Linked DNA regions of Mus musculus: all the other regions are linked to region 1. A link is a contact called in public HiChIP or PLAC-seq data. All regions are on one chromosome and are shown on one strand. The core of a region is the stretch at or near the end of the contact, and the rest is flanking DNA. Distances in the headings are between cores, read along the strand shown. Region 1 has its middle 17 kb from the start of Mdh2. Region 2 holds the start of Hip1 (huntingtin interacting protein 1). Region 3 has its middle 27 kb from the start of Rhbdd2. Region 4 overlaps Ssc4d (scavenger receptor cysteine rich family, 4 domains).

What was found. HiChIP or PLAC-seq counts read pairs in DNA pulled down with a chosen protein or histone mark.
Region 2: a contact with region 1 is called in an H3K4me3 HiChIP or PLAC-seq map of embryonic stem cells, with 2.7 times the contacts expected there. The contact joins the promoter of Hip1 here to the enhancer-like site in region 1. A contact is called at or near these places in 6 of 39 promoter capture datasets (the SN4741 cell line, cranial neural crest, embryonic stem cells and 2 more), 6 of 484 Hi-C or Micro-C datasets (the Ba/F3 cell line, CD4 T cells, CD8 T cells and 3 more), 12 of 115 datasets of contacts at active chromatin or transcription factors (the 230-238 cell line, bone marrow-derived macrophages, effector CD8 T cells and 6 more) and 4 of 9 other capture datasets (adipose tissue, embryonic stem cells, liver and 1 more).
Region 3: a contact with region 1 is called in an H3K27ac HiChIP or PLAC-seq map of embryonic stem cells, with 7 read pairs. The contact joins two enhancer-like sites. A contact is called at or near these places in 1 of 484 Hi-C or Micro-C datasets (bone marrow-derived macrophages), 4 of 115 datasets of contacts at active chromatin or transcription factors (bone marrow-derived macrophages, embryonic midbrain and embryonic stem cells) and 2 of 9 other capture datasets (adipose tissue and liver).
Region 4: a contact with region 1 is called in an H3K27ac HiChIP or PLAC-seq map of embryonic stem cells, with 7 read pairs. The contact joins two enhancer-like sites. A contact is called at or near these places in 5 of 484 Hi-C or Micro-C datasets (embryonic stem cells, olfactory sensory neurons and rod photoreceptor), 3 of 115 datasets of contacts at active chromatin or transcription factors (effector CD8 T cells, embryonic stem cells and pancreatic cancer cells) and 3 of 9 other capture datasets (adipose tissue, liver and pancreatic islet).

The regions. Positions count from the first base shown.
Region 1 is chr5:135,791,695-135,798,620 of GRCm38.p6, reverse strand. No RefSeq gene overlaps it. Among named protein-coding and RNA genes, the nearest start is that of Mdh2, 17 kb to the right of the region's middle. Within about 2 kb of position 4,125, at least 225 of the 459 cell types and tissues checked have an H3K27ac peak or open chromatin away from gene starts, as enhancers often do. A contact at or near this core is called in the 230-238 cell line, the Ba/F3 cell line, CD8 T cells and 10 more, where this site is marked.
Region 2 is chr5:135,540,533-135,547,775 of GRCm38.p6, reverse strand. Hip1 (huntingtin interacting protein 1) reads left to right here and starts at 2,654. Exons shown (of 31, transcript NM_146001.2): 1 at 2,654-2,839. The coding sequence starts at 2,720. Gm52790 (a long non-coding RNA gene) reads right to left here. Exons shown (of 3, transcript XR_003955807.1): 3 at 6,461-7,243.
Region 3 is chr5:135,655,802-135,662,793 of GRCm38.p6, reverse strand. No RefSeq gene overlaps it. Among named protein-coding and RNA genes, the nearest start is that of Rhbdd2, 27 kb to the right of the region's middle. Within about 2 kb of position 4,918, at least 43 of the 459 cell types and tissues checked have an H3K27ac peak or open chromatin away from gene starts, as enhancers often do. A contact at or near this core is called in embryonic stem cells and liver, where this site is marked.
Region 4 is chr5:135,955,157-135,962,311 of GRCm38.p6, reverse strand. Ssc4d (scavenger receptor cysteine rich family, 4 domains) reads left to right here. Exons shown (of 11, transcript NM_001160366.1): 10 at 346-423; 11 at 1,104-2,089. The coding sequence ends at 1,420. Among named protein-coding and RNA genes, the nearest start is that of Ssc4d, 16 kb to the left of the region's middle. Within about 2 kb of position 4,586, at least 388 of the 459 cell types and tissues checked have an H3K27ac peak or open chromatin away from gene starts, as enhancers often do. A contact at or near this core is called in adipose tissue, embryonic stem cells, liver and 2 more, where this site is marked.

The DNA.
Region 1 (6,926 bases), core at 2,876-5,375:
CGAGGGCCGCAGGAATGCACATGGTACACATACATACATGCATATATGTACACATACATATAAAATAACAAAAAACATGTTCAAAAAAAAAAAAGAATTTATTCTGAAGCCAAATGTGAGCCAACATGGCCGAGTAGCCCAGATCCTGGTTCCAAGGTGGTAACAGACTGAGGGGAGATTTTAGGGATGGAATAAAGAAAGTTAGAAATCAAGACACTTCCCGTATACATTGGTGGAGACATCAGGTCACAGACAGGAAGGAAAACTGAGCTGTGGGCCTTAGATGCTGTCTGAGGAACTGTTAGCTTTGAGTTGGTGGAAGCTAAGGGTCTGCTTGTACATTCCAAAGCTCATTCTTCCTTCCTTCTTCCTTCCTTCCTTCCTTCCTTCCTTCCTTCCTTCCTTTCTTCCTTTCTTCCTTTCTTCCTTTCTTCCTTTCTTCCTTCCTTCCTCCCTCTCTCTCTCTCTCTTTCTTTCCTTCTTCCTCCCTCCCTTCCTTCTTCCTTCCTTCCTTTCTTTCTCTCTTTTAAAAAGATTGTACTTATTATCATACCTAAGTACACTGTAGCTGTCTTTAGACTTGCCAGAAGAGGGCATCAGATCTCATTATGGGTGGTTGTGAGCCACCATGTGGTTGCTGGGATTTGAACTCAGGACCTTCAGAAGACCAGTCAGTGCTCTTAACCACTGAGCCATCTCACCAGCCCCCCAAAGTACTTTCCTAATGGGCTAAAAGATATTAGGTCATGTACAGAGGTGGGTAACGAAAGGGGCCAAAGCAAGCCCAAGATGAGCTGCCTCTAGAATTGGGAACCTTCTAAATTCTCTACACCGTTCGGGTTCTGTTCAGTTGTGTCTTTCTGGGGACTCTCATTTACAAATGCTGTTGCCCAGGGGTCACTTTGGGAAAGAAATATCATTAATTATACGATGTTGGCCTTGGGGTATATTAATTCCTTTCCTTATCACCACGACAAGAGCAGCTTAGGGGAGGAAGGGACGGCTGTGTCCCACAGTGTGAGCTTATCTGTCAGGGAAGGTGCAGCAGCAGCAGCAGGAGCATGAGGCAACTCCTCCCGAGGCATCCATAGTCAGGAAGCAGCGAGAGAGGGATGCTGGGGCTCTGCTTGCTTTCTTCCTTGCATCCCTTCCAGGACCTCAGACCGAGGGACGCTGCTGCCCACATTCAGGGTGGGTTTCCTCTCCTCAGTTAGACCTGTCTAGAAATGCCCTCATGGACACAGCCAGCAACCAAATTCCACCAAGTTGCCAATGGAAACTCACCATCATAGGCGATGGGAAAAACCACTTCCAAATCCCAGCACTTGGGATACAGAGGCAGGCTGATTTCTGAGTTCGAGGCCAGCCTGGTCTACAGAGTGAGTTCCAGGACAGCCAGGTCTATACAGAGAAACCCTGTCTCGAAAAACAAAACAACAACAACAAAAACCCACTTCAACAAAAATCCCACTTCCAAGTCCTGGATTTGAGCCCCCTTCAGGAATGGAAGTGTAGCTCAGTGAGGTGAACAGCTGTGTGGGTGCCCTGGAATGGGATATATAAGTTGCTCTCTGGATCCCCAAACTTGAGCTTGTATTTAGGAGGAGTGCCAGTCTATGGTGCTATTAAAATATTTAACTAGGGCTGGAGAGATGGCTCAGCAGTTAAGAGCACTGGATGCTCTTACTGAGGACGGAGGTTCGGTTCCCAGCACCAGTATGGCAGCTCACAACCATCTGTTACTTCAGTCCCAGGGGAATTAGTGCTCTCCTCTGACTGTGTGGGCATTGCACACTTATGGTGCACACACAGGCAAAGCACTCATACACATAAAATAAAAAAACAAAATCCTTTGAAGGATTCAGTATAGCTGGGTATGATGCTACACCTCAGCACCCAGCAGACTGAGCTAGAAGGATCATGGTTTCCAGGGTAGCCTGAGCTACATAGGGAGATCTTGCCTCAAAAATAAAACCAAGGAAGGAAGGAAGGCTGGGAGGTGGCTTAATGGTTAAGGACACTCTCACTGCTCTTGCAGAGGACTCGAGATCAGAGCCTTAGCACTCATGTCAGGATGCTCACAACCACCTGTAACTCTAGCTCCAGGGATCTGACCCCTTCTCCTGGACTTCACATATACCTGCACACACATGCAATTCCCCTCTCTACCCCCGCAACATATAATTAAAAATAAAATCTGGTTTTAGATGGTGTACTGGCTGGTTTAGTGTCAACTTGACACAAGCTGGAGTTATCACAGAGAAAGGATCCTCCCTTGAGGAAATGCCTCCATGAGACCCAGCTATAACACATTTTCTCAATTAGTGAGTGATCAAGTGGGGAGGGCCCAGCCCTATGTGGGTGGTGCCATCCCTAGGCTGGTAGTCCTGGGTTCTATAAGAAGGCAAGCTGAGCTAGCCAGGGGAAGCAAGCCAGCAAGCAGCACCCCTCCACGGCTTCTGTATCCACCCCTGCCTCCAAGGTTCCACCTGTGTGAGTTCCTATCCTGACTTCCTTTGGTGATGAACAGCAATGTGGAAGTGTAAGCTGAATAAACCCTTTCCTCCCCAACCTGCTTCTTGGTCATGATGTTTGTGCAGTATTAGAAACCCTGACTAGGACAGATGGGTACCGGATACTGGAAGCACTTGGGTACTGATCAGTGGACTTAGGGGTCCTCTTGGCGTGTTCAGCAGTTACCCATTTACTAAAGGGAATTTTGGGATGATCTACAGGCGATGGCCTCAGACAGAGCAACAACAGGTGACTTAAGTGGGCTACGGAAATGTCTCTTCCTCCCCAGTAGGTCAGCTATCCTGGGGTGACTATTTTCAAGAGGTTCTCCACTTCTGGCATCTGCTTCTGTCTGCCCTGCAGTGACCCCAGTTAGATGGCATAACAGAATGAAGAGGGTCAAGAGAGAATGTGATCTAGTCAACTGGCTAGGATCCCCTTGTGTTAGAGAAAAGGAGACAACAGTTCTCTCTCTCTCTCTCTCTCTCTCTCTCTCTCTCTCTCTCTCTCTCTCTCTCGGTCAGATTTGTCATTTTTATGTATATGTCTACCTGCACAGTCTTTTGTTTTGGTTTTTAAAATATTTATTTATTTGCTTTATGTACGAGTTCTCAGCTTTCAGACACACCAGAGGAGGGCATCGGATTCCATTACAGACGGTTGTGAGCCACCGTGTGGTTGCTGGGATTTGAACTCAGGACCTCTGGAAGAGCAACCAGTCATCTTAACCACTGAGCCATCTCTGAGTCCCCTACCTGTGCAGATTTATGTGCAGCACCTGAGTGCAGGAGTCCCCAGAGCCTGGAAGAGGCCGTTGGATCCTCTGGAACAGTCCACACCTGAGTGCTAGAAACTGGACTCAGGTCCTCCGGAAGAGCAATAAGCCTCTTACTGGGAGCTAACAATAGCCTTTTAAAGTAGGTTCAGGCGATCTATCCTGAGCCCAGAATACAGGCCCCAGGCCAGGTCTCTGGCCTCAGATGTCTGCAGAAACTGCAGGGCAGACCTGGGCCTGTCCCCACTCCTGTCCCCTAGGTAGCTTTCTTCTACACTGGGTTTGAATATCAGCCTCCTTTCTCCTTGGATATCAGCATTGTCCTTGTCCAGTGTCCAGAGCGTTGGAGGCAGGAAAAGCCCATAGACAGTCTGGCCACTCCCTCAAACCTACAGAGACTCAGAGCTTTGCTTTCCGACCTAGGGGCGTCTTTCCTTGGCCCTCCCTTTATTGTTTGCTCTTACTCTGGCGGCTGGCGACTGTCCCCTCCCTTCTGCCTGGATGAGACAAGACCAGACAGCACGGCTAGCCTGATTTGGCTCTGGAATGCTAATCTCACTCCCGAGTGACCTAGTCTGCCTGGAAACTATGCACAGCATCGGCCTCTCGCCCCCTCTTCTGGCCACAGAGGGAACTGCAGAGTCTGGGCCCGGAAGCCTGGACACCACAGCGAACTCACGAAAACTCACTAAATTGCTCTCCTTTTCATTTTCCAATGCGACCGTGGTTCCTTCCCCTGACCCCAGCAATCTTCTACAATCCATTTGTTCTCATTCGGGTCCCCCACTGCCTCGAAGCTGCTAAGGACTGCCTCTCATAATGGCTTGCATAATGAGCACATTAACACTCCAATCACCACCCTCGCCTTGCTTTGCTAGTCAGGAAACAGGAGGTGGTCAGGGAGGGAGTTAACTGGATGGACATTCTACAAGAACAGTACTAGCTTTTAGCTGCTAAGTCATCCCTCCAGCTCTTCCTGGTCTTCCACTGACCCCAGAGCTCCCTGATTGGCTAGCCTGGCTGGCCAGCAAGTGCCAGGAATCCTCCTGTCTCCGTTCTACCTCCAATTTCCTCAGTGCTGTGGTTACATGTGCATAATGCCACACCTGGCTTTTTCTGTGTGCTCTTCGTCTGTGTTTAAGTACTAGGTATTTCCCCCACTGAGCATCTCCCCAGTGGCGCTGAGAGGGAGTGGAAATGGGGCTGAGAAGTGAGTTGGCCCTTCCCAAGCTGCTTACAGCCACCCCGTTGACTCTCAGGCTCTCTGTTGTGTTCTTGCATCGTGGAGTGCCGGCCTTTGGCTAGGAGTCTCTTGGCACTTTCCCGGAATGTAGTCTAGAGCCCACTTCGCATGCAAAGAGGATCTTTCTCATTGGACTGAAGCAGCTTCAGTCTGTGGCCTAACACCAAATTGTGAAGTTATTTAAAACATCGAGTCATCTCCCTCTTTTGTTAGATTTATATTTGTGTGCACGTGTGTTCAGGTGTGTTTGTCTGTGTGTGCACTTGTGTGTGGAGGTCAGAGGTCAACTTCAGGTGTTCCTCAGAACATCCAGTCTGTCCATCTTGGTTTTGAGACAGTCTGTCTCATGGGCCTGCCACTCAGTGATGTGACCAGGTTGCCTGGCCAGTGAGTCCTGGGGGTTCAAACTCACGGCCTTGTGCTTATGAAGAACATGTCCTCTACCAGGGAACTGTCGACCTTATGCAATGTTTTCCTTACTAGATTGTGGGACTTTTGATGAGGAACCTTGTAGCTGGCAAGGCCTTAATCTCAGGCTCAGAAGTTTGGACACACTTGCTCCTTCGCTGCCTGAAATGCTAGCCCAGCACTCTCCTGTGTGAGCAGGCTGCCAAGGAAGACTGGAGATCCCTGCTCTGCCTAGACATCTGGGGGTGTCTTTTCTGGAGCCTTGGGGTCCCAGCCCTTCACCTTCATTTCTCCTGCTAGTTCTGAGACCAGAGCTGTCAGGCGAGACCTGACAGGCAGGAGCCAACACCAATGTGGCAGTGGGACCTGAGATCCCAGCGCTCAGAAGGATTTTTCACCTTAAGCGGGATTTTGTATTACCTTAAACATAGTGAGACTGTCAAAAAAGCATGTAGCCAGAGGACATAAAGGTCATTGCTTTCCTACTTTCACTCTTGCCATGGAGTTTTTGCTGGGTGGTATGTGTTTATGTGGTGATGCTTCGTGGCTGGTTTCTTTTCTCTTCCTCTTTAGGTTGAGACAATGTTTCTATATGTAGCCCTGGTTGTCCTGGAACTATGTAGACCAGGCTGGCCTCCAGCTCAGAGATCTGCCTGCCTCTGACTCCTGGTGCTGGAATTAAACACCTCGCTTTGCTACAATTTGTTTCTAATACCAATTTTTTTAAAGGAAGATTATTTTATGTATGTGAGTACACCTTAGCTATACAGATGTTTGTGAGCCTTCATGTGGTTTTTAGGGATTGAATTTTTAGGACCTCAGCTCACTCTGGTCAATACCGCTCGTTCAGTCCCTGCTTGCTCCAGCCCAAGCTTCATTTATTATTATACATAAGTACACTGTAGCTGTCTTCAGACACACCAGAAGAGTGTGTCAGATCTCATTACGGGTGGTTGTGAGCCACCATGTGGTTGCTGGGATTTGAACTCAGGACCTTCGGAAGAGCAGTCATCTTACCAGCCCCCTCTAATACCAATTCTAACTGTGCATAAGTTCACTAAGTTATATGGACTTTGGGTCTACATTTTTGGGTGTGTGATACTTTTATTTACTTAAAGGATTTTTTAATAATAAAGTCTATACAAAAAAAAAAAAAAAAAGGACTAACCAGGATTGGGCAGATGGTCCAGTCAAGTAGAGCGCTGACTAGTCATGCAAGAATGAGAACCTGCGTTTGCTCTCCAGCATCAGTTGTTCCCCCTCTCCCCACTTCCCTCTCGCACCAGGCCTTTAATTTTCTCATTACACATGGTTGTGAGCCACCATGTGGTTGCTGGGATTTGAACTCATGACCTACGTAAGAGCAGTCAGTGCTCTTAACCCCTGAGTCATCTCAACAGCCCAACAGCCCTCCAGTACCAATCTTAAAAAAAAGAAAGAAATAGGGCCTGGAGCTATCCCAGCCTATGCCAGCACCCATGGGGCAGCCCTGAAATATGAGCAGTGACCATCCACAACCAAGAGATCACTAGACCTTAGCTCCAGCCTGTCAGGTGAAAGGAAGGTTGCAGAATTGAGGCACAAAGGAGGTGGTTCTGTTTCTCCCCTCCTGGAGCAGACTGCACTATGTAAGCCAGGCTGACCATGAACTTGCTCCTCAGACCTTTTATTTTTGGTGGCACTAGGAATTGATCCAGTCTGTTCTCTGCTGCTGTGACAAGCACCATGGCCAAAAACACTTCAGGGAAGAAGGGCTTATGTGGCTTAAACTTCCAGGTCTCAGGCTATCATTTGAGGGAGCTCAAGGCAGGAACCTGATAGCAGGCCTGCTTGCCATTCCACATATTACCTCAGACCAAGGAACTCACTTCACTGCCAAACAAGGGCAGAAAGCTTACACTCAGCCAAATTTCTAAAAGATTATTTTGTTCTGTTGAGACAGGGTCTCACTCTGTAGTGGAACTATGAAGACCACGTTAGCCTGGA
Region 2 (7,243 bases), core at 1,405-3,904, 250 kb after region 1:
CCCTTGGCACAAGCTTACTCACATGACTCCTTAAGAGGCAGAGCTTTCTCCTCTTCTGTTCTAGAGTCTCCCCAGCTGTCCTGGCTAGTTTTATGTCAACCTGACACAAGCTAGGGTCATCTGAAAGGAGGGAACCTCGATTGAGAAAATGCAACTTCTCCAGAAGATTCAACTGTAGGGTATTAATTAGTGACTGATGGCAGGGAGGGCCCAGCCCATTGTGGATGGGGCTACTTGTCCCAGTGTCTACTGAAAAGCAGGCTGAGCAGACAGTGAGGAGCAAGCCACTCAGGCCTCTGCATCAGCTCCTGCCTCCAGGCTTCTGTCCCTTTTGAGTTCCTGCCCTGACTTCCTTCACTGATGGACTACAATGTGGAAGTGTAAGCTAAATAAACCCTCTCCTCCCCAGCTTGCTTTTGGTCATGGTGTTTTATCACAGCAATAGGAGCCCTAACTAAGATTCTAATCTACTTTTGCTCCTACTCCCTCGGACCACTTTCATCTAGGCTTTGTAACTTGGTGCCCACAATGCCACTGTGCCCAGCAAAAGCCTTCTTGGTGCTTGCAAATGCTCACTCCTCTTTTATGCCTCTATCAAATGTGAACTTTCACCCAGGCTTTAATTTAGAAAAAGTCATTGGCCGCTTCGAATTAAACTCCTCTTCTGATGATGGCACAGTAGTGAAAGCCATTGCCGAGCAAGGGTGTGTGTGCACATCGCCACAGTCGGGACCCTAGGCCAGCTGGTTTGTGTGGCCCGCCTAGAAATTCCAGCCTCTGAAGTGGGAGACAGAGACTCTTCAGAGCCAACAGGCTAGTGTGGCTAGCCATATCAACAAACCCTGAGTTCCATGAGACCCTAAGTCAATGCGAGATTCAAGAGTGATGATGACCCCTGACATCGGCCTCAGATCTCCATGTGCACAGGTGCACGAATGTGCTTGCACACGGTGCGACACACCTGCAAACCGCATCTCTTTCAGTGTGGGAGGCTGGGGGGAGGGTGTCTGTGGGTAGTCTGTATACAGGTATATGCCTGTAATCCTAGCATTCAAGAGGCTGAGGCAGGATTTCTGGGAGTTCAAAGCCAATCTCAACTTTTTAGTGAAATATTATCTTTGTGCATGTAGGTGTGCATGTGTGTGCAGTACTGGCTGTCCTGGAACTCACTCTATAGACAAGGCTGGCCTTGAACTCAGAGATCCATCTGCCTCTGCCTCTTGAGTGCTGAGACTAAGGCTGTGGACCATCACCACCCGTCTTGAAACACTGTTTTTAAAGAGCATCCCTGGTGTGACCACTCAGTGGGTAGGTTGCTACACTAAGCCTATCACTCAAGTCAGATCCTGGGGTCCACACGGTAGAGAACAGAATCTAATTTGCTTTCTGACCTCCACAGAGTGCTGCCGTATGAACACAGTCCCACACATACACACAGGTACAAAATGTGTGTAAAACGTTAAAGGAAAGTCAAGCCTAGAGGCCCACGCCTATAATCCTAACAGTTGAATGGAAGAGGCAAGAGGCTCAGGGATTCAAGGGACTCAGCGACATAGTGAGTTTGATATTGTCATTAATTAAAACATTGCCTAGTACAAGTGAGACTTGTACTGGCTTCTATTGCAGAGCTAGATGGATAGCACCATCAAATTGCTTAATGCTTAACGGTGCCACTAGTTCTGTTAGTGAAGAACCTGTAACTTTTTTCTTTGCTGAGGAGCACTTCCCAGTCTGTAGGTGCTCCCAGAACAGGATGGGAGGAGTGGACCCTACCATAGTTGAACAAAGAGCATCTGTTGGGGTTTCTACCGAGATAAGGTGAGAACGAAGCAAAGTTTGGAAAGCTCTGGGGAGATCCTCGCAATCACAGGCCAGTATTTGGGGACCCTCCAGAACGGTCCTCCAGAACGGGCAGAAAGGAATGCACGAGGAGGGGACTTCGAGGACCACTAAGGCCGCCATCGCGGGTCCACACTGACGCAGAGTTCCCCAGCAAGCCGGTGAAGCATGGTGTGCAGCCATGCTTCCCTTGATCTGCCTTTCCATCCCCTCGGGAACTCGTGGCGCCGGCTGGACCGCAGGTCCTACTGCTCAGAAACCCGCAGCAGAGAAGGGCCCAGGAGGTGGCGCTTCGAAGTAGGGTGGAGTCAGCAAGGGCTGGTCTGTGGCAGCCAGGCCCCACCCACTAGCATGACGGACAAGCCTTCAGAGCAATCATAGTGCTTTTATGGTCCTGGGGGGTGGGAACAAAGGAAGAGTGACGGATGTAGGGTGGAGCCAACAAGAAAAGGTTAGGGCAGCCCATCAAGCCAGCCTGTTGACAGATAAGTCTTCAGACCAATGACAGTGCATGTAGAGGCCTGGAAGGCGGTGCATCGATTATGGGGCGGAGCCTAGGGGGCAGGTTAGGACAGCAGCCCACCAGGTCCTGCCCACTAATGATAATGGACAAACCTTCAGACCAGTCATAGTATGCGGACCGCCCTGAGGCGGGCAGCGGGTGAAGTGAGCGGAGCGCCTCCGAAGTGGGAAGAGGGGTGTGGGGAAAAGCCTCTTGGAAACATGGGGTGGGTTCTGAGGGAGATGGACAGCGCTGTCAACCAATGGAAGACGGAATCTGTCCCCGTTAGCGCCGGATCCCCGCGGGTAGGGAGGGGCGGGAGGCTCCGCGGGGATCCCGGGGCGGCCGAGGGCCCCTGACTCTGTTCACCCAGACAACATGGACCGAATGGCCAGCTCCATGAAGCAGGTATCCAACCCGCTGCCCAAAGTGTTGAGCCGCCGCGGAGTTGGTGCTGGGATGGAGGCTGCGGAGCGCGAGAGCTTCGAGCGGACTCAGGTGAGATTCGAGAACCCTGGGGCATCCCTGGGGCACTTGGAGTGATGCAGGGTGCAAGAGAGGCTTGGAAGGGAGTGGGACTTGCAGACTCGGGAAGGAATTAGGCAAGGTGGCTGCGATCGGAATCATTTTGGGGTAGGGAACTAGGCGGGTCCCAGGGAGGTTCGGGATCTACCTGGGCATCTCCACTGGCATAGGGGTCGGGGTGCACTCTGGGGAACTGCAGATTCCTGCGGCTGAGGGGACGGTCTCAGTGAGCACCATCAGGGGTCACAAGGGAGGCTAAAGGGAGTTGAAAGGGGACTGACGGAAGGGTGCTCCTGGATAGGGGAAGCACTTGGAAGTCGCTTGGTTTTTGCCAAGTGTGGGAACGCCAAGGTGGGGGTGTGAAGGGTGGCTCTGGTCGCCTTACTTTAGTATTGACTCTCCCTACACTTCCCAGCATCTCGCTCAACGGTGCCTCTAACTTGGCTCTCAGCAGCCCCAGCTGTTGGCCTCAGAGGCTGGGCCAAAGGGGTCTGAGTGATGGGAAGGACCGTAAGAAATGTGAAGTGTGGTCCAACTTGTAAAATGGCCCGGGGGTTTGGAGGAACGGGGACGCGCAGCCTGGGGTAGGAATTGAGGCGCTTGGATTGTCAGAGCTTTGCGTGCCGGCATAAGCTGTCCAGTGATACTCAGACTCCTGATTTGAGGTTTTGCTTTCACCCTCCAAAATATGCCTGACAGCTAATAAGCAGACCGCCTGCCTTATTTGTCTGGTCTGACCAGGGCAGATGGCCAAAATTCCACCGCAGTTATCAACAAAAAGCCACTATCCAGTTTTACCTCAGGCTTTTATGCATGCTGTATTGATCGGACTGAATCAAGTTGTGAGGCTCGGGGTGTGTAGTCATCAGTTCATCTGTATGTAAAATCTGTTTCTGAGAGTACAACTCCTCGGATCCCACTGCGGATGCCGGGCCGGTAGATTTCTTCTACTCTGGCTCTCCGAGTTCTACTTTGAAGATCTGAGTTGACTTCAGCCAGAGGCAGGTCCCCTGTCGTGTTCTGTGAGTAGGAAAGATGGAAGAGATAGGGAGGGCCTGTGTGTTCTATAAATGGACCTTGCTCGGAAGAAAGCCTTTTCACCCCAGGGGACTTTACACCACCTCTTGTTTCTGAGACCCCTGGGTCCACTTCTTGTGTCTGAGGGGGGAAATGGGGTAGTTGTACCCCGGGAGGGGAAAGAGAGACCACCGTCCACTTACCTCTCAATGTCTATAGAGTTTGGAGCTTTTTAAATTTCTCAGATCTTTTGAACCTTGGGCGTTGTTGCCAAAAAAAAGAAAAAAAGAAAAAAAAGTTTTCATATCCCCCCCCAACCTCTTTTATTTTTAAACTGAAAGAAGAAAATAAACTGGAGCTATTTTATAGCATCCGACTTAAAACTGAGGCAATAAGTTAGACATAAAAGTTTGAGCTTACGGCCAGCGGAGGTGGCTAAGGGGTAAAGGCTCCTGCCAACCAGTCTGGCCACCTGAGTTTCATCCCAGGAAGGGAACCAACTTGTCCAAGTTGTCTGCTGACCTCCATACTCAAGCCGTGCCATGAATACCCCTCCATATACATACACCCAAAATCACTTTTAAAATGTTTTTTTTTTTTTTTTTTTTTTTTTTTTTTTAGTTTGAACTTAATACAGAGTGATAGAATTGAGGCACTTGAATGTTTCCAGCCATAAGTAACATTTTTCCTAGTTGCCCAACAGGAAGACTGGTAGGCAGTGTCTAGTTTTACCTTCTGTAGAACACTTGTTATGAGCCGTGTGTATGTGTGTGTGTGTGTGTGTGTGTGTGTGTGTGTGTGTGTGTGTGAGAGAGAGAGAGAGAGAGAGAGAGAGCACTGAGATATTCTATAGCAGAGCTTTTCAGTTGTGGAAGTCTCCCCCCAGCCCCCTTTTTTTCTTTTTGGTTTTTCAAGACAGGGTTTTTCTAAGTAACAGTCCTGGCTGTCCTGGAGCTCACTTTATAGACCGGGCTGGCCTCAGACTCACAGAGGTCCTCCTGCCTCCTGAGTGCTGAGTTTTTTGTTTGTTTTGTTGTTGATGTTGTTTTTAATTTGTTTGTTTTGTCGCTGTTGTTCTGTTTTATTTGAGTGAGAATCTTATTATGTTGCTCAGGCTGGCCTGGAACTCAGCTGTGTAGACCAGGCTGGCCCTCAAACTTTCATTGGGAGACAGAGGCAGGAGGATCCTTGCAAGGCAGTGTGGTCTAAGTAGCAGTTCCAGGCGAACTGTGGCTATACATATTGAGACTCTATCTCAATCAGAATTTCAATAACCCAAAAATTAAAACAAACAAACAAACAAACACACTGGTGTCTTCAGAGACTAAGAGAATCAGCGTGGGTTTTATAATAATTGTAGCTAACTACTATGTTTGGAGGTCCTCTAAGTACAGTCCTTGATTTGGTATCTTTAATCTTCTCAAGAGCTGATGGAGTGGTTATCAACCCCATTTTGCTTAGAGGAAATTGAGGCCTACCGAGCGAGGTTAAATAACTTGCAGGGTAACACAGTTGGAAGTGGTCCCAACCTTTAACCACATCCCAGCTACCTCTGAGTCCTGAGCATCCCCGGAAGATAACTGAGTTCTCTTCAGTTCCTTTTGCCTTGAGACAGAGTCTCGTGCAGTTCTGCTGATCTCAGACTAGCTATGAAGACAAAGATGATCTCAAACCCCTGATCCTCTTGCATCCACCCTGAGTGCTGGGATTGCAGGAGTGTCCCACGGTGGCTGGCTTTAGGCAGCGCTGGAGATGGAAGCCACGCTTCATGTATGCTAGGCAAGCGTTCTCCCAACCGAGCCCCATCACCAGCCCACAGGAGACGTCTCAGTTTGGGGGCCAAGCACTGGGTGATGTGCTTTGACGTATGGAACCATGAGCCCTCAGGCAGACAGTCTGACTTTCCTAAGCCTCAGTTTCCCAGCTGTAAACTAAAGATAACACAGGGCTGGGAAGGTGGCTCAGTGATTACACTTGGTGCACAAGCTTGAGAACCTGAGTTCAGATCTCCAGAACCCACATTAAAACAAAACAAAACAAAACAAAACAAAACAAAACAAAACAAAACAAAACAAAACAAAACAAAACAGGTGTTGCTCCTGTTTTAGCCAAATCAGTAAGATTCAAGGTCAGTGAACTGTCTCAAAAAAAAGTGGAAAGAATTAGAGGAAAACACCCAGTGTAGACCTCTGGCCCCTACAAGTGCACACACACGTGTGCATCTGTGTACATCAGTGTACAACATATATATATACATATATATATACATACATATATATATATATGTATATATATAATACATATATAACATAATAGGGGCTGGAGAGATGGCTCAGTGGTTAAGAGCACTGACTGCTCTTCCAGAGGTCATGAGTTCAATTCCCAGCAACCACAAGGTGGCTCACAACAGCTACAGTGTACTCATATACATTAAATAAACAAATAAACATATAGTATTTAACCTTGCAGTGTATGTAGGGGTGTTCATGCCACTGCACAATTATGGAGGTCTGTTTCAGGGTTTTACTGCTGTGAGTGTGAACAGACACCATGACCAAGGCAAGTCTTATAAGGATAACATTTAATTGGGGCTGGCCTACAGGTCAGAGGTTCAGTCCATTATCATCAAGGTGGGAGCTTGGCAGCATCCAAGCAGGCTGAGCTGAGAGTTCTCCATCTTCATCTGAAGGCTGCTAGTGGAAGACTGACTTCCTGGCAGCTAGGTTGAGGATCTTAAATCCCACGCCCAGTGACACACCTACTCCAACAAGGCCACACCTTCTAATAGTGTCACTCCCTGGGCCACGAATATACAAACTATAACAAGGTCAGAGGGCAGCTTGGTATGGAATGTACTAAATGATAAGCATGAAGGCATTTTGCAAATTATGGGCCACTACTGTGGCATTTTCTGTGTTGCAGGAGCGGGTAGTCTGTCCTTCTAAGCTCTCAGCACTGTTTTCAGAATGTCACATGGCCACTGTCCCTTCCAGAACAGGAACCACTGAGCAGCCAAAGCTCTACTCCACCATCACCTCGAGTTGCCCTTTTAACTCAGCACAAGCATCAGTTGGGTTTTAGGGACGAGAATAGTAGTTTAGTTTTTGACATTATACTTGCTTTCAATTTTGCTTGCTGAGTCGATTCTGTATTTACTAGGACTTAGTGTGTAAGAGGGAGAGGGCCTGGGAAGATGGCTCAGTGTTTGCTGCACAAGTGCGAGGACCTGAGTTTGAATCCCTAGACCCCATGTAAAGCTGAGCATGGGAGCAGGCGCCTGTAACCCCAGTGCTCTTTACAGAGAGATCGAGTCGGAGACAGGAGCACTCCTGGAACTCACAGGCCAGCTAGCCTGGGACG
Region 3 (6,992 bases), core at 3,669-6,168, 140 kb after region 1:
GTCTGTGTGCCTGTGTGTGTGTGCCTGTGTGTGTCTGTGTGTGTGTGCCTGTGTGTGTGTCTGTGTGTGTGCGCCTGTGTGTGTCTGTGTGTGTGTGCCTGTGGATGCGTGCCTCTGTGTGTGTGTGTGTGTGTGTGTGTGTGTGTGTGAGTGTGTGTGTGTGTGTGTGCACATGTGAGTGTGTTCGATTAAGGTTAGAGTTAGGGAAGGATTGGAGTCAGTATGGGTTAGGTTTAGGATTGTGGTTTGGGCTGGGGTTGGGGTTGGTGGTGGGGTGGAGGTTAGGTTTAGGGTAAGGTTAAGGGTAAAGTTTAGGTTTAGTGATAGTGTTAGGGTTATGGTAGGGTTATGGTTAGAGTTGGGGTTAAGGTTAGAGTTTAGGGAGGTTGAGGTTAGGGCCTACCTGTTCCACTACCCTTATCCTAACCCTAACCCTAACCCCAAACCCTAAACCAAACCACCGTGTGCAAGTGCACAGAGTGTACACACCTGTGTGTGCGGGTGTCTGCAGCGGCTAGGGGCTGTCAGGCTCTCCTGGAGCTGCTGTTCCAGATGCTTATGAACTATCTGGTGTGGGTGCTGGAGTCTCCCTGGAAGAAGCAGAAGTTTTCAGACATTCTCTCTACCACTGAGCCATCTCTCCAGCCCCTACGTAAACATTCTGCTAGAGCAGCAGTTCGCAACCTCGTTGGCAAACCTCCGTCTCTAAACATATTCACATCGTGATTCATAACAGAAGCAGAATTACACTTATGAAGTAGTGAGGAAAGTCACTTTATGGAGGCGGATGACCACAACACAAGGAACTGTATTAAAGGACTGCAGTTGGAAAGTCTGAGAACCGCAGTGTTAGAGTAACACAACTTCTCTCCCTGCTCAGCCACCCCTAAATCCATTCCTTCCTCTCTGTAGAAGATACACACATGTGTGCGCACACATATGCGCCCCTCAACACACATGGTGGGTAGTAGGGAAGGGCAGTTCATAATATCTGCACAGCTAGGCAAGAGTTCTCATAGGGGCAGAGTGCACTGGTGCACATTTGTAATGCTACTGCTTGGAGAAGGGAAGGGAAGGGAAGGGAAGGGAAGGGAAGGGAAGGGAAGGGAAGGGAAGGGAAGGGAGAGACGGAGGAGTCAGAAGTTCTGGGTCCAGCCCTGGCTACATAGCAAACTTCAGGCTAGCCTGGGCTATGTGAGGCTCTGTCTCAAAACAAAAACCAACCAAGAAACAAAAGAGATGGCTCGGCAGTCATGAGCACTCGCCGCCCTTGCAGAGGATCCCAGGTTCAGTTCCCAGCACCCACGTAGGATGGCTCCCAAGCACCTGTAACTCTAGCTGCAGGGATCCAGTGTCTCTGGCCCTCCTCAAGCTGCCTGCACTCTCAAACGCTAGCACTCACACACCTAATTAGAAAGAAACCATTTAAAAAGAGTTCAAGAGGAAACATTTAAAAAATGCAAATACTCAACAGGCAGAAGACAGGGAGGATCTTAGTTTCAAGGCCAGGCAAGTTAGGACAGCATGAGCTGCAGAGTGAGACTCTGCCTCCCAAAGCTAAAAACCAAGAATTCACATGGTAGTGCCTGCCTGTGATCCCAGTACTCCACTTAGGGGGAGGCAGGGGGATCCTCAGTTACAAAGGGAGGATAAAGGCAGCCTGGGCTACATGAGAGACAGACAGACAGACAGACAGACACAGACACAGTGACACACACACACACACACACACACACACGGGCGAGGCAGGGTGGGGCAGGGCGGGGGGCAAGCCAGGTCAACACATTTTAACAAATTACTGATGGCTATGTCTCCTTTACAAATTGGGTGGCCAACTTCTCATTCAGAGTTCCCAGAATTCCAGGCAGACTGTGCCCTTGGCAATTCCCACTGTCCAATCCCATGGGCCACAGGCTCCCTTTCTCATTCCAGACTCTGCCCAGCCTTCACCATGGTGGCCCCTGACACTCTTGTGTTCTTGTCCAGTCCCATATTCACCCTGTGTTCCCATTCTGCTCATAGCTGCCCTATGGTAGACGCCCTGGCACGGCCCATTCTCAGGGCACAGTTCACAGTCCCTGCAGCCGTCCTGAGAGTCTTTCGGACTGTGACGGCCAGTGTGTGGTCTAGACGGGAAGAAATTGGACATGACTTTCCTCTTGGCTCTGGGAGGTCCTGGGATCAGGGCAAGGAACTCTGTTTATGTCCAGGGACTGGTTACACAAAGCTACAGATACGTTATACTTGCCTAGAATACCCAAAGAGGGACTAGAGGGTACGGCTCAGTAATGTGTTATTTGCCTAGAATTCTCCCACATATGCACATACACACACACAGACACACACACAGACACACACACGCTTCTTTGCAATCAGATTAGTCTGACAGACAGGCTAGCTTTTCACATTCAACTCTCTGGCTCATGATGTGGCTCTCCTTTTCTTGAACAGTTGTTTGGGGGGACTTCTGTATCTCACCCCTAGAACTCCTATCCAGCCACTGCCCACTGAAGGGACAGTACTGCTGGTCACTACAGAGGATGGAACAGGGAACTCGGAAAGCTCAGGATTAGGCAGTCCAGGCCTGCCTGGGCCCTGGCAACTGTTTGTGCTGGTGATAACATCCTCTTGGACCATAGCGGCCTGACAGAGTGCTCTGGAGCCGGTGGCATCTGGATTCCATCCTTATCGCAAGTTTTTATTTCCTTTTGTTTTGCTAGTGAGACAAGACAGCTTCTCTATGTCCTGGACTTGAATTTGTGATCCTGTTACCTCAGGTTCTCAAGACCTGAGATTACAGGCTTGTGTCACCACATCCCACTTTATCATACCCCCACTGACCCCCCCAATATTAAACATTTTATCTAAGTCCTTGAGCATGCTAGGCTGGTCCCCTCTACCATTGAGCCACACCCCCAGACCCTCCCTGGGGGATTCTCGGCAGGGGTTCTACCACTGAGCCACGCCCCCAGCCCCTCACTGGAGGATTCTAGGCAGGGGCTCTACCACTGAGCCACACCCCCAGCTCCTCACTGAGGGATTCTCTCGGCAGGGGTTCTACCACTGAGCCCCTCACTGGAGGATTCTAGGCAGGGGCTCTACCACTGAGCATATCACACACATTTTTTTTCCAGTTTTTATTTGGAGAGAGAGCCTAACTAAGTTTTCCAAGCCTGCTGTAACTTCTGATCCTCCCTGCCTTGGGCTCCTCAGTGCTGAGATGACAAGGGTGAGCCACTATGCCCACTATGCCCAGCTTAATCCCCATTTCATGCATGTATGTGTATTTTGCATGTTTTCCTGATGTATGAGCGTGTGTCCATGCAGGTACTTACCTACACACTCTCTACCATGTTCCTGTGAGACAAGCTACGTTGATGGCCAGCGAGCCCCAGAGCCCTTCCCGTCTCCTCCCCTCAATTCTAACTCCAGATTCGTACAAGCACGCACAGCTGTACCTAGCTTTTTCTGTGGGAGCTAGAGATTTGAACTCAGGTCCTCATGCGCACAGCAGGAACTCCCACCCACAAAGCAATCTCCCTCGTCCCTCATCCCAGGTCTTAATTGTTGGACCTTGGATGGTTTGCTTTTCTGTGCCTCAGTCTTGTGTTGTAGAAAATTTTAATCCCAATCAGGGTTTTTTGTTTGTTTGTTTTGTTTTGATTTGATTTTTTTGTTTTTTAAAAACCTGACCTTGATCATTCAGTTCCTGGATAAAAGACATATTGTTTGTTTGGTTGGTTGGTTTTGGTTTTTTGATACAGGGTTTCTCTGTGTAGCCCTGGCTGTCCTGGAACTCACTTTGTAGACCAGGCTGGCCTCGAACTCAGAAATCCACCTGCCTCTGCCTCCCACGTGCTGGGATTAAAGGCGTGCGCCACCACTGCCCGGCAACTTTTTTAAAGATTTATTTATTTATTATATGTAATAGCTGCCTTCAGACACTCCAAGAGAGGGAGTCAGTTCTTGTTATGGATGGTTGTGAGCCACCATGTGGTTGCTGGGATATGAACTCAGGGCCTTTGGAAGAGCAGTCAGTCTGAGCCATCTCACCAACCCCCGACAATTTTTATATTTATAATAAGCCTTAATCAGCATAAGAGCTGGGCAGATATCTACCCTCTGTGCTATTAGAATCTACCTTTCTACTGATAACCCTGAGTCATTACTTACCATGTTTCATCTGAACTTTTTTTTTAACTCCAATTGGCCAGCCACCAGGGCCACATTTACATGACCTACCGAACCTATGGCGGCTTCTCTTCCTTCCAAATATAAATTTTTTTTCTTTTTTCTTTTAAAATGTTTTCCCTAAGGACTTTATTTTCTTATATTTAAATTAAATATTTTTCCCTATGATATATATATATATATATATGTATATCATACAGAAAGATATATTTATATATAATACATAAAAATATATTATATATAAATAATAAATAAAAAATATATTATATGTATATTAATAGTTAGCTTCTCTTCTTTTACTGTTCCCTAAATTCAATACTTCCGGTTTAGACTTTTGGGACCTTTAAGTTGTACCTAGTGCTGAGTTAGCCCCGCCCCAGCTGCTCAGCTAGCTCAGGATTTTTGCCAGCCCTGGCTAGGGCTCTCCAGCTTGCCCTGTTTCTGTGCAGGTTTAGGCTTTTACCCGGTCATCCTCTAGTGGTCTCTGGCCCGTATGCCCTGCCAATGCTTGGCTGTGCCTGCACCTCTCACCAGTCAGCGGGCTGGGGACCCGGTGGACCTGGACTAGACTACCGTTCTTTTCTGTGGGTCCCAGCATAAGCTGTTATTTCCGCAGAGCAGAGTGCTGGCTTTTCTGAGAAGCGGGCAGCTCTTGCGGGCCGCAGTGTCTGTTTTTATCAGTGGCCCAGCGAGTGCAAAGCCCTCCCAGGTGCTATGGTCGATCTGGTCCCAAGCAGCTGTAGGCTGAAAGTCATGTTTTCGGCGAGGGTTGGGGTTGTGTCTGTCTGCCCGTAGCCTGTCTCAGTTTGGTTTTCTGCCCCACATAAGGTGTGCCAAAACGTAATACAACCAATTTAAACTTCTCCTGACTAGTTTATAGATAAATGAGACTCAGCCTTGGGTTATTTTATTTGGCTTTGACAATTATTGGGGAGGCAACCCCTAATCTATTTTTCTAACTGCTGGCCTGGCTACCTCCCCAGCGGTGAACCTCACTCAGATACTTGCTGTTTCTCTTGGCCATTTCCTGGTCCCCTGCCCCCCCCCCCGCCCCCATTCTCTCCTCCCTCCCCCAACACTCCAGCCAGGTCACTCCTAATTCACCTACCTCCAATCCCTCCAGTAATTGTCTGTAGCTGATTTTATTTAACCAATAGTTTTAAATCAAGAAACAAGGTTTGCACAACAAAAGCTTGTGAACGGGAGAAGCCGCCCATTGGCGCAGACCTTCTGGTCTAGAACTTAGCATTACAATACATAGCAGCAGCCCACACCTCAACAGTCTCCCTCTCTGGGTTCAACCGCAATGCCAACTGACAAGGTGGTGCAACAGCCAGACAGTCTTTGTCAGATGGGTCAGATGAGACAGAACCAGAGCAGGCTAGACACTGGGAAGTCAGTGGTGGGTGAAGTCAAGGTTCCGGTCCCACCTGGGCTCCCTTCCTGTCAATTCTTGGGAAGAATTGACCAATGGTCAGAGAGGAGGCAGGTGCTGTGGGAAATAAAGGAGAGCCGGTGTGTGATATGCCTGTAGTCCTAGCACTTGGAAGGCTGAGGCAGGAGGATCGCAAGTCTGAGGTGACAGAGGAGCACTGAGGTGGCTGAGCAGGTTAAAGGCAGTTCTAGGGATCCGCAGGGTGGAAGGAGGAAAATCAATACCCACAGCTGTCTTCCCTCCCGCTCTGTCTCTCAGTCTCTGTCTCTCAGTCTCTGTCTCTCTCAGTCTCTCTCAGCCGCTCTCTCTCTCTCTGCCACTCTCTCTCTCAGCCTCTCTCTCATGCACATTTAACAGTCCAGATACAGAGAGAGACAGATGTCAATGCTCATCTAGCTTTTGCCTTTACATTCTGTCGGAGACCCCACCCACCAGATGGACGAAATGGTACCAGCCACACTTAGGGTGGGTCTTCCCACCTTAATTAATCTAGTTAAATCCTCACAGAGGTGCCCAGAGGTTTGTTTTCATGGTGAATCTAAAGCCTACACGTTGACAGTCAAGATGATCATAGATGGTACCTCTGTTGATGGTACAGTTACGCTAAGAGCAGAACGAGGCAGGGTGTGAGTCCCATAGACACTGGGGGAGCCCGAGAAGGGGCCCTGGGAGTAGAAGCTGCTTGGTCTTCACCTGAGCCCGGGATTCAGGGGCCTGCCAGGGACGATCCAGGTCTCTCTGCAGCCAACGGTCTGGTCCCTGCCACTGTTTTCTCACCATATAAGCAAAGTCACTTGACATATGGGAGAAAGTGCCACACTGCACCTTGGCCCCTCATTTGTCTGGATGTGACAGCTCGCTTTTTCCCTTGGGTCCTGGTGAATGACTCTGGCTAGCTGTCTCCAGATGTCTGGCAATCAGTCAGGGACTGGAAGGCCAGGACTCAATGTTCTGTTAAGAACAAAGCTGGAAAACAAGGGAGTTGGAGAAGGTCCCACCATTGGCCAGGAGGGTTGCCTGCCTACATCCTGACACCAAGAACCCGTATGTGATGTCCCTGTGCCCTGCAGAGAAATCACTGCGACTTCCTGTCTGAAATCCAGAAGGCTTCTCCTGAGGACCTGGAAGGTTGTAGTATTGGTAAGCTGCTCTCTGGAGAGGGGAATGGGGTTCGCACTCTGTCCAGCAAAGTCGAAATCACGGACTTCACCTTAAAGCAGGTAAGAGATCATTTATTTCAGAGCCAAATGTGAGGGGAGGGATTTTGATTGCTCAGATTTCATATTCCAATAGAAGTGTTACATGTAGCCAGTCTTTTTGCTACTTTGTGAGTTCTTTCTTCCACCTTTCTCCATCCCTTTTCTTT
Region 4 (7,155 bases), core at 3,337-5,836, 160 kb before region 1:
GCTGTGCTATCCAATTTATAGTCTCTGCTGCTAGTGATTGGTAGGAAGCAGGAGTGGCTGACGGCTTTCCCAAAACTAGCCTTTGACTTTTCAGAGATACCAATGAAAACAGGTGTGTACAAAGTCTGGCAGGACACTGTCAATCCCTTGTTCCCGTATCTCCACCTTTACTTGATGCCTAGACCTAGGGGGTCCTCCAGTCTCCTACCTTAGGTTGGCAGGTCTTTGAGGTTCTTTCTGTCTTTCTGTACAACTTGGGAAGGTTGGGAGAATTGATCTGGTTCTAGGGAGCATATGTTCCCCACCATGACAACCATCTCTTTTTTTATGCCCCTGCTGAGCCAGGCCCAGAGGAACTGGGACTCCAAGTCCAGCAGGCTGGTTCTGAGACCACCCGAATGCCCAGTCCTCGGCCCAGAGATGGTAGGTGTTTACTGCCACTGAAAATGAGGTTGGAACTTTAGGGATAAGATGGACCTGGAGTGATAAAACACTACAGCAACCTAGAGATTTCTCCACTTGGGATCAAACAAACTGAAGAAATGAGAGAATGCAGAATTAGGCATGGTGGCCTATGGCTTTCATTCCAGCATTCTGGAGACTTGGGTCAGAAGGACAGTAACTTCAAGGCCTGCCTGAACAACATACAAGGGCTCATGGAAAAACAAACAACAAATTAGCCCAGGGAATGTAGGTGTGGAAGTGGGGACAGTAAACTTTGAGGGTCAGGATAAGACATGGTCATAGTTTGCAAACAGCCTGTGGCTAAGGGGCTGAGACTGTCTGTTGAGGGTCTCACTACATAGCTCTGGCTGACCATTGCTGTGTCGAACAGGCTAGGCTTGAACTCACAGAGATCTGCTTGCCTCTGCCTTCTTAGTGTTGGGATCAGAGGTGTGTGCCAACTTGTCCAGCATTATTTATTGGTGTCTGTGTACCCGTGTATATGCATGATATGTTCACACATGTGAAGGCAAAACAGTATGAAGGAATGTGAAGGTCAGAGGACAACCTGTGGTGGCAAGTGCCCTCAACTGTAGAGCCATCTCTTGGGTCCCATGATCCCATGGGCTCTTCTGACCCAGGCCTTATCTCCAACACAGGGCACCTCCGTCTGGCTAGTGGAACACACCGATGTGAGGGGCGCGTAGAACTCTTCCTAGGACAACGGTGGGGCACTGTTTGTGATGATGCCTGGGACCTACGGGCAGCCATTGTCCTGTGCCGTCAGCTGGGATGTGGCCAGGCTCTCGCAGCCCCGGGAGAGGCCCACTTTGGCCCAGGCCGAGGCCCAATCCTCTTGGACAATGTCAAATGCCGAGGAGATGAGAGCACCTTGCTACTGTGCTCTCATATCCGCTGGGATGTCCACAACTGTGACCACAGCGAGGATGCCAGTGTCTTGTGCCAGCCATTGTGACCCAGATGGCTCTGTACTCCATACCATATCAAAGGAGCCTATGAGGAACTGCCTGTCCTTTCCCAGGATGCCTTCCTATGATAGCTCGGGTTCCTGGTACCCCTTTCTCCCCGTGCATGGGAGAGATGCAGTACCTGCCCGAGTCCTCTTACTGTGTGTCCCGAGACTGTTATCACCTGCGGAAGGCCCAATACAGTGAACATAGCAATGTTTTGCTCAGCCAAATCAGAAAATGTGAGAGAATAACCCACTTCTCTTTGGGGGAACTCATATAGTACCCCCAATCCTTCCCTTCTGCACCCACATCCATGAGGCTTGGGCTGTCTGTAAATGCCTTCAAACCCTTACCGTGACCTCTCTTGGTCTCCTGCTAAAAGTGGGGAGACAAAGGGGTTGGGGTGCTCTTTTCTATAGACTGGCAGGGGACTGCAGAAGAACCAGGCCATCACCTTCCCTGCTGGGTGAGGACCTGGACTCAGATGGTGCTCCGCTGAACAAGGGGGCTGCAGGGGCCAAAACAGGGACCAGAGGAGCCCTTCCTGCAGCTTCTCTGATTTCCACTGCCCCCCCCCCCCCAGCACAGAGCCTCCATTTTGCAGTAACAAAGAACCCTGGAGGCCCATAGCCACTGTCCTTAGGTGCCAAGTCAATAAAGCATTATCTCCCCCAGTCTTTTAACTGAGGTCATTGTTTGAGAACCTGTACCATGGCTACTGGAAAAACTCCAGGAAGGACTTTCTGGAGAAAACTGGCATGGCGATGAAAGGCTGTGGTCCAAGAGCAGCATCATCCAGTTCTCCAGAGCCCATCACGGCCGGGAAATGCTGACTCACCATGGCAAGCCTCAGGCTCCTCAGTGGAGTGTCTGGTCATCCTCCATTGGGCTACACACACACACAAATCTAGATCCAGGAAAGGAGAGGCAGTAGGGCACGATGGTGCATGTTTGTAATGCCGGTGCTCGGGGTGCCGAAGAAGGGCGTTCTGCGGGTGGGGTGGGGTTCCAGGCCAGCCAGAGCTGCAGAGTGAGAGAAGCTGACTGAATAGGCCCAGAAAATAAAATGGCAGAAAAACGGAAAAAAACAAAACAAAACAACCCTCCTCTGGTCAACCTGTGATATTCCCTCTTTAAAGGGATCACAGGAATGAAGATCAGGAGTTCAAAGCTATCCTCAACTACATAACCATTCAAGGCCAGCTTAGACTACTAGATACCTGGGGGTAGGGGTTGCTGGGAGACCCTGCCTGAATTAGTGGTGGCAAAGATCTGTAATTCAGCACGTACATGCTTAAGCAGGTGGATTAGGAGTTTAAAGCAGCCTGAACTTCTAGAAAGGCCACACTACCCTCTCCACTTTCTCTGCCTATGAATTTCTATATTAGTTTTGTTTGCTTTTTGTTTTAGTTTTTCAAGACAGGTTGGTTTTGTTTGTTTGTTTGCTGTATAGCCCCGGCTTTCCTGTAACCCAGTCTATAGACCATGCTAATCTTAAATTCAGAGGTCTGCCTGCCTCTGCCTCCTGAGAGCTGGCATCCATTTTCATGTGTGAGTTGTTATATTTTGTTCTCATTCATTGCTGCCCTCTTTATGCCTTTGCTGTTCTCTGATGCTTCCTTTAGACTCCATTCCTGCTTGCTTGGGTTGGTTTGATTGCTTTGTTTTGCTGTGGTAGGACTGGGGATTAAACCTAGGCTGGTGAGATGGCTCAGTGGTTAAGAGCACAGACTGCTCTTCCAAAGGTCCTAAGTTTAAATCCCAGCAACCACATGGTGGCTCACAACCATCCATAACAACAATCTGATGCCCTCTTCTGGAGTGTCTGAAGACAGCTACAGTGTGCTTACATATAATAAATAAATAAATATTTAAAAACAAAAAAACAAAACCCACCTAGGACCTAAATCATGGAAGGCAAGTACTCGACCACTGAGCCACAGCTACAAACTCCAATTCTGGTTCCCTACCCCCCACCCCCACCCCGCAAAGATTTATTACTGAGTGTGCCTGTGTGTAGTGATGGTGATGATGATGATACAGGGCGTCCAGTTCTATCACACGCAGATCCCCTGGGTGCAGGCTTTCTCCTCAAATGCTGAGTTAGGCTAAAGGATAGCAAGCTCCGGAAGTCATCCAGTCTCTGCCCTCCGTAGTACCAGAGTTATAGGCATTCCTGGCCACTCAGGTTTTACTCCTGGGTGCTGGAATCCCCACTTGGGTCCCCAACTTTGTACAATGATTGCTCTTACCCACTGAAACACCTCTGCATCTGTGTATAAATGTTTTCATACATGGCTGAATGTTGCCCACGTGTATACCCTGTGTTCACCACAGTCACAAAGCGTTGGAGCCCCTGGTAGTGGAGTTATGATGGTTGTAAACCACACCACGTGGGTGCTGGGAACTGAGCTCAGGGGCTCTGCAAGAGCAAGTGCCCTAACTGCTGGGCCAGCTCTCTAGGCCCCTCTTACTTTAAAAAAAAAAAAGGCTAATGCATGCATGTTTGAGTACATGTGTGGTACATGTCACAGGAATTCTTTCCTTCCATGCGGGTACCAGATTCTTGATACCTGCTGAGCCATCACGCCAGCTTGGCCCCTCATCATCTATACCATCGTCCGGACCCTATGTCCTGGTCTCTACGTTCCTGAGGATGACTTTAAGTTCTGGTGAGTTTTTCGAAGTGCAGCAGGCTAGCCTCCCTTGTGTATTTGTTGTCACACCTGCCTGACAACTCGAATGGGAGCCAAACCTTGAGGATTGATGGATTAGCAAAAAGAGAAGAGGGGAAAAAAAAAAAAAAAAAAAAAACGAGGCAACTGGGATTGACTTCCTGTAAGGTCAAACTCCAAACTTCCAGGGTCTTCCCACTCAGGCACTGCTCCGGGAAGTGTTCTTAACCACTGTGCAAACGGAGGAAACAAAAGATCAGTGAAAGGTCCAGGGTTTTTCTGGGTCATCAAAACAAAACAAAACCAACAGAGTCCAGGTGTTGGGATTCCCACTGGAGCCCCGTAAGCCTCGACGGCCGGGGCGGACAGGGTAGGACGTGACGTAGCCCTGCCCTTCCGGGCCCCAATAACTCACGCCTTCCTGCTGAGTCACCGCAGGAGCTCAGAGGAGAGCCCGCCCTGGGTCGGAACTGAAGCCACGCCTCTATCTTACTGAAGGATTTTGATTGGGTAGCTTTGAAACTGGTTCAGCCAGTCGCAGCAAACGGAAGGTTGCTGGTTAGGTGGGGCAGGGGCGGGGCCACGCTCTTCGAGACCTTTCCATGCCTCGGGGCGGGTCTTTTTTTTTTTTTTGTGCAGAGTTCTAGGTTTGGTCTGACAAAGGAATTGAGTCCCCGGTACAGCCCATACAAGGGAAGGAAGGTCAACCATTCCCAAGACACTGTAGTTTAGGCGACATTTTCAGTCCCCGCGGACCTTTGCGGATTACAAAGAGTATTTACCAACAACAACCTCTGCGCCACAAGGCTGCTTCTCTCCTCACCACCCCACCCCCTCACCCCTTTTAAAAATGCTTTAGTCAAGGTCTCATGCAGTTCAGGGTGGCTTGCCAAAGGTGACTTTGAGTTTTTTTAATTTTATTTCTTCCTCTGCCCACCCAACTGGGGTTACAGGTGCGTGCCACCCCTGCTCATTTATGCAATTCTGAGGAACCCAGGACTTCACTTACGCTAGGCAAACGCTCGACCAACTGAGCTATATCCTAAAGCTACTGATATTTTCATAAAAGACCATTTGGTTGGTTTTGTTTTTTTCGAAACAGTTTTTCTGTATGACGCTGGCTGCCCTGGATGGAACTCAGTCTGTAGACCAGGCAGGCCTCAAACTCAAAGACCTGCTTGCTGAGATGAAAGGCATGCGACGCTTTCACAGAGGACATTTAACCCACAAAGGACTGTTGAAATTGTAAAACCGGTTCACAATAAAACCAGAATTGGAATAGGGTGTGGTGGCACTATGGGGTAAAAAACATCTAAAATAAATCAAGATTAAGGAGGCTGGTGTGTAACTCAGCTGGTAGAGCTCTGTCCAAGCATTCAGAAAGTCCAAGGTTCAGTCCCCAACTCAGTTTGGGTCAGCGAAAGGGTTCCACAGGTAAAGGTGAGGCCATGTGGCCACACACACACACAATTAAAATGTCTTTTTTTTTTTTTAAATCAGCAACTACAAAAAGAAAATAGATTTCTAAAAAGGGAAGAAAACAAACCTCAGTGTGGTGGCTGTCACATGCCTAAAGTCCCAGGGGTGGAGACAGATGGTCACCCTCAATTATACAGCTAATCCAAGGCCAGCCTATGCTACATAAGACATGGTCTCAAAAACAAACCAATTAAAGAATTGGAAAAGGTTCCCCACCTCTGGCAAACATGAACAATAAACTGAGGGGTGTTGTGGTTGTGGTTTTGTTTTGAAACAAGACAATGTAGCCTATGCTGCCCTGAAATGTGTTGTGTAGCCAGAAATGAACGCAGACTTCTGAACTCCCTTGCCTCAGAGACAGGATCTCACACTTCAGTCCAGGCTGACCTCAAGCAGTTTCCACCCCCATCATCTTCCCAGTGGCTGGTTTTATAGATGTGAGCTACCTCAGGTGGGTTAGACTGAGGATTTTAACACAGCCTGCTGTACCACAGCAAATTCTATGTGTAGCATCACCCTGACCGAGTGTCTGTCGTCTTAAGATTGGCCCTGCCAGCCAGGCATGGTGGCACATGCCTTTAATCCCAGCACTTGGTAGGCAGAGGCAGGCAGATTTCTGAATTCGAGGCCAGCCTGGTCTACAGAGTGAGTTCCAGGACAGCCAGAGCTATACAGAGAAACCCTGTCTCGAGAAAAAAAAAAAAAAAGAAACAAAAAAAAAAAAAAAAGATTGGCCCTGCCAGACCAGAGCAAGTTTGACATAACTCAATCTGGGCAGATGGAGAAACATGCAGAGAGCCAGGATTGACCTGCCCCACTGTGAGCTACAGAGCAATAGGGACTTGAGTCTTTTGCACTGTCATTGGCTTCCTTTTCGCTGGATAGGAAGGCCTGATGAAGAAGCTGTAGTCAACGAGGCACCTGCTGTCTGCCACCATAGTCAATTTTCTGTCTCAAGATCCCTGCATGAGTTAGACAAGTCTGGGTCCCTGCGAGGTTAGCAGCAGTCAGCTCAGGGAACCCTTTTCATGGGATAGATAGCTTATTCCATCCACGTGGCCATTCACTTGGAAAGTCAAAGTTGCCTCTACCTTAAAAAAACCAGGTCCAGGCTTGGTGGTGCACGCCTTTACTCCCAGCATTCAAGAGGCAGAGGCAGGTGAATTTCTTAGTTCGAGGCCAGCCTGTTCTACAGTGTGAGCTCCAGGACAGCCAGGGCTACACAGAGAAACCCTGTCTCAAAAACAAAACAAAACAAAACAAAAACAGTGCCTTGGGCCAGTGATGAAGCTCACAGGTAAAAGTAATTGCTTGAAACAGCCTGACAACCTGACTTCAATTCTCCAAATTACCTAAAAGTAGGCAAGAACTGGCCTTTTTAGAAAGTTATCCTCTAAGTTCTTCATGCACACGTTTGCACGCACTCACACTCGCATCCATGCATACACTAAAATCAAATGGGAAATACCAGTACTTTGGAGGCAGAGGCAAGTGGATCACTATTGAGTTCCAAGCCACAGCTACATAGTGAAGCCCTTTCTGGGGGAGTGGGGGGAGGGAGGACCAGAAAACCTGGCCTGGGATGT